2 separate regions of the Zea mays genome follow, and region 1 is linked to region 2. The links are chromatin contacts, called in public Hi-C maps. All regions are on one chromosome and are shown on one strand. Each heading gives the region's core, a stretch centred on a gene start, on an enhancer-like site or on the middle of the called end of the contact. The rest is flanking DNA. Distances are from core to core; before and after follow the strand shown. Region 1 overlaps LOC103643177 (ribonuclease E/G-like protein, chloroplastic). Region 2 holds the start of LOC100384057 (PGP1).

Evidence for each region. Hi-C and Micro-C count contacts between places; a contact is called where the count stands out from the background.
Region 1: a contact with region 2 is called in a Hi-C map of leaf, with 4 times the contacts expected there. The contact joins the enhancer-like site here to the promoter of LOC100384057 in region 2. A contact is called at or near these places in 12 of 25 Hi-C or Micro-C datasets (bundle sheath, ear, endosperm and 5 more) and 2 of 3 datasets of contacts at active chromatin or transcription factors (leaf and seedling).

What each region holds. Positions count from the first base shown.
Region 1 is chr1:206,783,570-206,786,652 of Zm-B73-REFERENCE-NAM-5.0, forward strand. It overlaps LOC103643177 (ribonuclease E/G-like protein, chloroplastic), which reads right to left. Exons shown (of 14, transcript XM_020546661.3): 13 at 2,607-2,762; 14 at 2,021-2,532. The coding sequence ends at 2,365. Among protein-coding and RNA genes, the nearest start is that of LOC103643177, 40 kb to the right of the region's middle. Within about 2 kb of position 1,707, at least 10 of the 20 cell types and tissues checked have an H3K27ac peak or open chromatin away from gene starts, as enhancers often do. A contact at or near this core is called in ear, leaf and seedling, where this site is marked.
Region 2 is chr1:206,632,494-206,635,509 of Zm-B73-REFERENCE-NAM-5.0, forward strand. LOC100384057 (PGP1) reads right to left here and starts at 1,531. Exons shown (of 5, transcript NM_001362241.1): 1 at 852-1,531; 2 at 72-708. The coding sequence starts at 1,455.

The sequences.
Region 1 (3,083 bases), core at 457-2,956, 150 kb after region 2:
ATTATCTCTCTAGTGCCTCAAAGATCAACAACTTGATGCAATACACTAGATGGCGCTCAATCTCATTAGAATGCAATCCCAACCCATATGAGTGAGAGAGCGAGAGGAAAGGCTCCAATATGCTCACAAGTGTTCCAAATGGCCTCCTTAACCTTTTCAAACCGAGCAACACAAGTATATATAGCCACCTCTCCAAAACTAGCCGTTATGGGCCAAATGCCCCTTTTCTGCGCACTCACGGATGGTCTGCAATTCAAGCCCTGACCGTCCGCACAAAAACCCCAATGGCTATAAACGACTATAAAAATGTTAGAGCATTCAAAAAAGACTTGCAGACGGTCTGCCCCATGACCCTAGACGGTTCGCGATACCAAAATCGAGCCAAACCGAAGTTCTGCTGACTCTGCGCGTATGATCAAATTTGTACTGTGAACGGTTCGCACTTGGACCCCAGACGGTCCACAATACAAAATATTTGTACTGAGGACGGTCCGCACTTAGGCCCCGGACGGTCCGTAGTTCAAAAATGAAAACCAAAACAGAACTTCCCGAGTTCTGTCCAAATACTAGTCCTTCAACATCGGACAATGTGCCACCTGGGACCAGACGGTCCACAGTACAAAACTTCGCGAAACATAGAAACTCCAAGTTTCTGTCCATCACCTCAAGTTAGACCTACAGACGGTCCTCCGTGCTGGCCCGAACGGTCTGCGATACCTTAATTCAGCCCACATTCAAAAAACGCTTTTGAATAAGTTTTTCTTTTACAAACCAAAGCGTTGTTAGCCCTCATGCATATGCATCAACTATATGTTTTACGAGGCACTAAGAATCTCATCAAGAAGACATTATTGACCTCTCTTGGTAGTATGACTATCTAGCCTACTAATCTGGTCAATATTTTTCTCTAAACACCTTTTGACCGACAAAACCAAAAACCTATCTTTTGTCTTTGTCTTGAGTATTCAATTCCATCTCCTTAAATGATGAACAATGGTTATCCATAAGTATAGCCAACCATGCTACCTTTTTGCATTTGTCCATAGCATGAAGTCCCTCTATCATCATCATTAAGCTATGTCTCTTGTACTATATATGTTAAGTAATTAAGCAACGTCTTTTGGTATCACCCTTACATGTGGCCATACGTGTGATTTGACTTCTTGATCTCATATTTGCCGTGTATTTGATTTTATCGTTAAAATCAAGTGCTACAGAGTAGTATTATCAAGAACAATAATACCTTTGCGACAAACAAAAACTAAAAAGTATTTGATAATGGATCAAAGCCGAAGACGGCCGGGTTTATTTCAAGGGAGAGAGGATGACGAGCTCATAGCTCCTCCAAGGGAGAGAGGATCATAGCTCATAGCTCTTTGACGGATACTCCAGACTATGGCTAGATTAGGGAACCATCGTAATCGCCATATACGCGTGAGGTAAACTTGGTCATACACGTGAGTTTTAGATAAGAAACAGTCTGTCCGTCTGTTTAATTAGTACAATAGTCCAACTTTTTTCACCTAGATATGGTCGAATCAAAGCCTAAAAATAGGGTGGCTGGCCTAGTGCTTTGGGAATATGGGCCATAATTTCTAGGCCATCATGGGCATGATCTGAAATCAGGAGCCTAAAACACAGCACAACACAAAATTCTATGGACTAAGCTAGCACGGTTCAAAGAAAATGTTAGACTGGGCCTTAATTTTTAGCCTACCATGGCCCCGATAACACTAGTATAAAATGACTATGTCTACCTTGTGCATAAACTTCTACAGGCAGTTTTAATTATCACGCGCAAGTGAAAAAAAACTGGTGCCCCGATTCAAGAAATCGGACAATGGAAACACATTCTGTTACTGTTATATAATATAAAGATGCTATATTTTTAAGTAAAGTTTCTATAAAAATACAATTATAGTCGTGAATCTATAATACCACACGAGGCTTTTAATATGATAGAACATAGTGAGGAGCCTAATGAACAAAATCACGAGGAACCTCATAAGCAAATCCTAAGGAGCATAACAATGTAGTAACTTAAAAGAGTAATCGTAGTCTTCTCATGATAAATATATTATGTATCTTATGGTAACACTAAGAACCATTTAAGAGATCTACTACTATTAAGGGTACTAGATTTGCACAGTTATATATATCGTCACATTTTTGCTGAAAATTTTCTGGATTAAACTAAACATGGAATTGTCTGAATTCCTAAAAAAATGTAAACAAAAGCTGGTCGAGAGATCTCTAGATATCCGACGCTGAGATTTCATGAACGAAAAGAATGATCCTCTTCCTGAATCTTTACTCATTCTAAGTTGTGAATACAAAGGAAGGCCCCATGCTAATAAAAGAGAATCACTTAGCACGCTTGGCCCGGCTCATCCACTTCTTGATAGGAAAGACAGATAGCTTGGGCCTGGACTCTTTTTGGGGCAACTCTGATGTTTCTTTCTCCATAGAGTAGTTTTCCTTCTCCGAGTACGGTAGCAGTTCAAAAGCGCCACGGGAGAAACCTCTGGCAATCTGAATGTAATGCATTTAAAGATGTTAGTGAACCCTGCTAAGAACAAATACGAGGGACCAGCAGAAGATTGTACCTTCAACAAAATCCACACTTTAAGGGAGCTACTCAGGAGTCCTAGTTTTGTCTTCTTTCCGGACGTCAAATACGTGCACATCTCATGATCCACTCTAAGCAGAAACCTTGGCCATGATTTTGGTTTCTCAGGGTCTGATTTTCGTCGAGAGGCAGCCTGGTTGAATGAACAAGATTAACAGAAACATCCAATTCTGGCTCACTTATTATTAGTAACTATAACTTGAAGCGAGCCTAGCTCAACTAATTAGGACTGGAGGTGTGGTTATGCATCACATAATTCCTCCTAAATTTGGTATTAATTGTTACAGTGGACGTACTAACCAATTCAACCTAAAAGCTTAAGCTGATGGAGAGAAAAGCGCAAATGTGGAAATAAATGAGTGCATGCACAAATAAAGCCTCTGTCAGGATTCTAACTCGAGACCTCTGACTCCGATATCATGTTAAATTGGAACCAATTCAACCCAAAAGCTTA
Region 2 (3,016 bases), core at 281-2,780:
CAGCAGCAATGACGACGGGGGCGGGCCGAGGAGCAGCAGAAGGAGAGAGTGCGTGGTGTGGTGGGCCTTACAGTCCGCCGATCATGACGGAGAACATGGTGGCGATGGCGAGCCCGCCGTTGGTGTGCTGGGCGCGCACGAGGTGGCCGCCGTACCAGAGCAGGAGCCCGTAGCAGCAGAAGACGGTGAAGTAGGTGCCGCCGAGGCCGAGCCCCTTGGCGAAGCCGCTGCGGTAGCCGATCCTCTGCGCCACGGCCAGCGCCGCCGAGTAGGCCCGCATCTCGCGCTCCTCGCCAACGAACGCCTGCACGATCCGTATCTGCGCGAGCGCCTGCTCCGCGATGCCGCTGGCGCCCGAGAGCGCGTCCTGGCTGCGGGACGAGAGCTTGGCGAGCGCGGCGGCGCTCAGCCCGCCGATGACGGCGATGAGCGGCACCACGGCCAGCGTGACCAGCGCCAGCTGCCACGCGGCCGTGAACCCCACGACGAAGCCGGCCACGAAGGTGGCCATGTAGTGGATGAGGTTGCCCAGCTTCTCGCTGATGGCGTCCTGCACCACCACGGCGTCCGCGTTGATGGCGTAGATCACGTCCGAGGCCCGCACGTCGGTGTCGAAGAAGGACACGTCCTGCCGCAGCGCCGCGTCCAGGTACCGGATCCGCATCCGCGTCGACTGCCGCTCGCCGGTCCACATCCAGCAAGAGATCTCTGCGAGCGGGGCGAACGATTTGAACATCTCGTTTGTAGCCACGGCGATTGGCTGACCGACGTGATTTGTCATCCAATCCAAATTGACCGCCAATTCGCGACGCACACAAGCTGGGGCGGCAGGAGGAGGAGGGATAGCGTACCTGCCCACGAGGATGCCCAGATTGCCGCTCCGACGACGAGGAAGTAGAAGGCGTACTTGACGACGAGGCGGACCATGGTGTCCGGGTCGTCGGCGTGGGAGCCGAAGGAGTCGACGAGGTCGGCGAAGAAGCGGAGGAAGACGGGGAGCGAGCAGCCGTGGACGAGCGCGCCGAGGGTGCCGATGAGCATGAGCGCGCAGTCGAGGCCGTCGGCGAAGCGGAAGAGGTCGCGCAGGGCGGCGGGCGGGGTGGGCTTCTTGCTGTCATTGGCGCCGGCGGAGGCTGGCCTGGCATTGGGCGGCTGCTCGGTCTCCAGAGAAGCCGGCGGAGGGGGAGGCGAAGAAGGAGGAGGAGGAGCAGCGCCGCCACCGGCAGATGTAGTAGGCGTGTTGCTGCTGCTGCTGCTGCGGCCAGCAGGAGCAGGGAGCGTGGGTTGCTCTGCTGCTTCCGGTTGCCCGGCTAGGAAGCCAGGAGGCTGGTGGGCGGGAGACGGCAGATGGAAGGCCTCGAGCTCGGGCCGGGCCCACTCGTCGCCGCCGTCGGCATGGGGCGAACCGAGAACGACGACGCGCGCCCTGATCTCCTCCGGGTCGCTGCTAGACATGGCGAGGAGGGGAGAGGAGGGAGGGGGAGCTCCTCTGCCCCCCACCTCAGCAGAGTGGCAGAGCAAAGCAGAGGAGGTGGAGAGGGAGGAGGAGTGGATTGGTTAAGAGCTGGAGTTGCTCATCTCGCCTCTTATAATAATTGGCTTGGGAGTGTGACTGTGTGTGTGAGACCGTCAGGCTCGCTCGCTCCTCCGGTTCCCATTCCCGGCAGCTCATGTCTTTGTAGCAGTAGAAGAGTCCAACTAGTGAGAGAGACTGAATGTACGGACCCTACTTGCACAGTACTCCTACATGTACTGTGGAAAACGAATGGGAATGGATGCATGCGGCACGTTGCGTTCTATCATTTTCATCGTCACTAAAATCTAACGGCCGATAGAAAACCTGCTGCGGCGAAAAGGTCTCATGGTTAATATTTATGAGTAGTTCGATTTGTCCGAAAGTGAATTTTAGGCTTGATTAAAAAAATTCTCTCGCTGCGAGTCCTGAGTGCACTCTAACTGGACCGTTGCAAACTAGATGGTGACGGCTCACTGGTGATGAGAACTAATGTTTAGAAATTTTCTCGACAGGACCATATTTTGGTCTCTTCTTAATATAATACCGATATAACGTTTTTTAAGAAAACCTGCTGTGTATATGAGAAATTCGTTTTTCTTCCATTCACTCGGTTATGCTGCTTTTTTTACCGATGAAGTGTCGGACAACTTTAGATCTCTATATACTGTCACTCGCTAACCATCTGTTTTGGTTTTGTTGCATATGCATCCACTGTGATAAAGAATGGATAAATAAGCATCTCGCGATACGGGTTCATGTGTTTTTCCAACATTCTTACATCCCTTTGCTTGATGCATTCCAAGTGCATCATTTTTCTCTTAAAACAAATGCATCCATTCTAGAAAAAAAACTATTTTATGTAGCCTTGAGATCTACCCCGACTCAACTTATTGAAGGTGTTTGTTGAGATACGGTACGCGTTGCATAATATGTTTTGAAAGAAAGGCACCACACACATATATATATATATATATATATATATATATATATATATATATATATATATATATATATATATATATATATATATATATATATATATATATATATATATATATATATATATATAGAGAGAGAGAGAGAGAGAGAGAGAGAGGAGTTAATGAAAGTCCAGGGCTTCCATTAGTACAGGAAACCCCAGCCAGGTCCATGCGCGTCCGATCGTGTGCTAGTTCTGGCTCGGGCGAATTCTAGCGTAAAACGTGAGCTAAAACAACATAAATGAGTACGAAATTTAGCGTAAATCGTATATCTGTTTCGTAACAGCAAATGGGCCCCGAAATTACGGCGTGTAAATCGCGTGCGTCCGATCGTACGCGGGTTCTGGCTCGAATGGATTTTAGCGTAAAACGTGAGCTAAAACATCATAAATGATTACGAAATTTAGCGTAAATCGTATATCTGTTTCGTAACAGCAAATGAGGCCTGAAATTACGGCGTAAAAATCGCGTGCGGCTGATCGTACGCGGGTTCTGGTTCGAATGAATTTTAGTGTAAAAC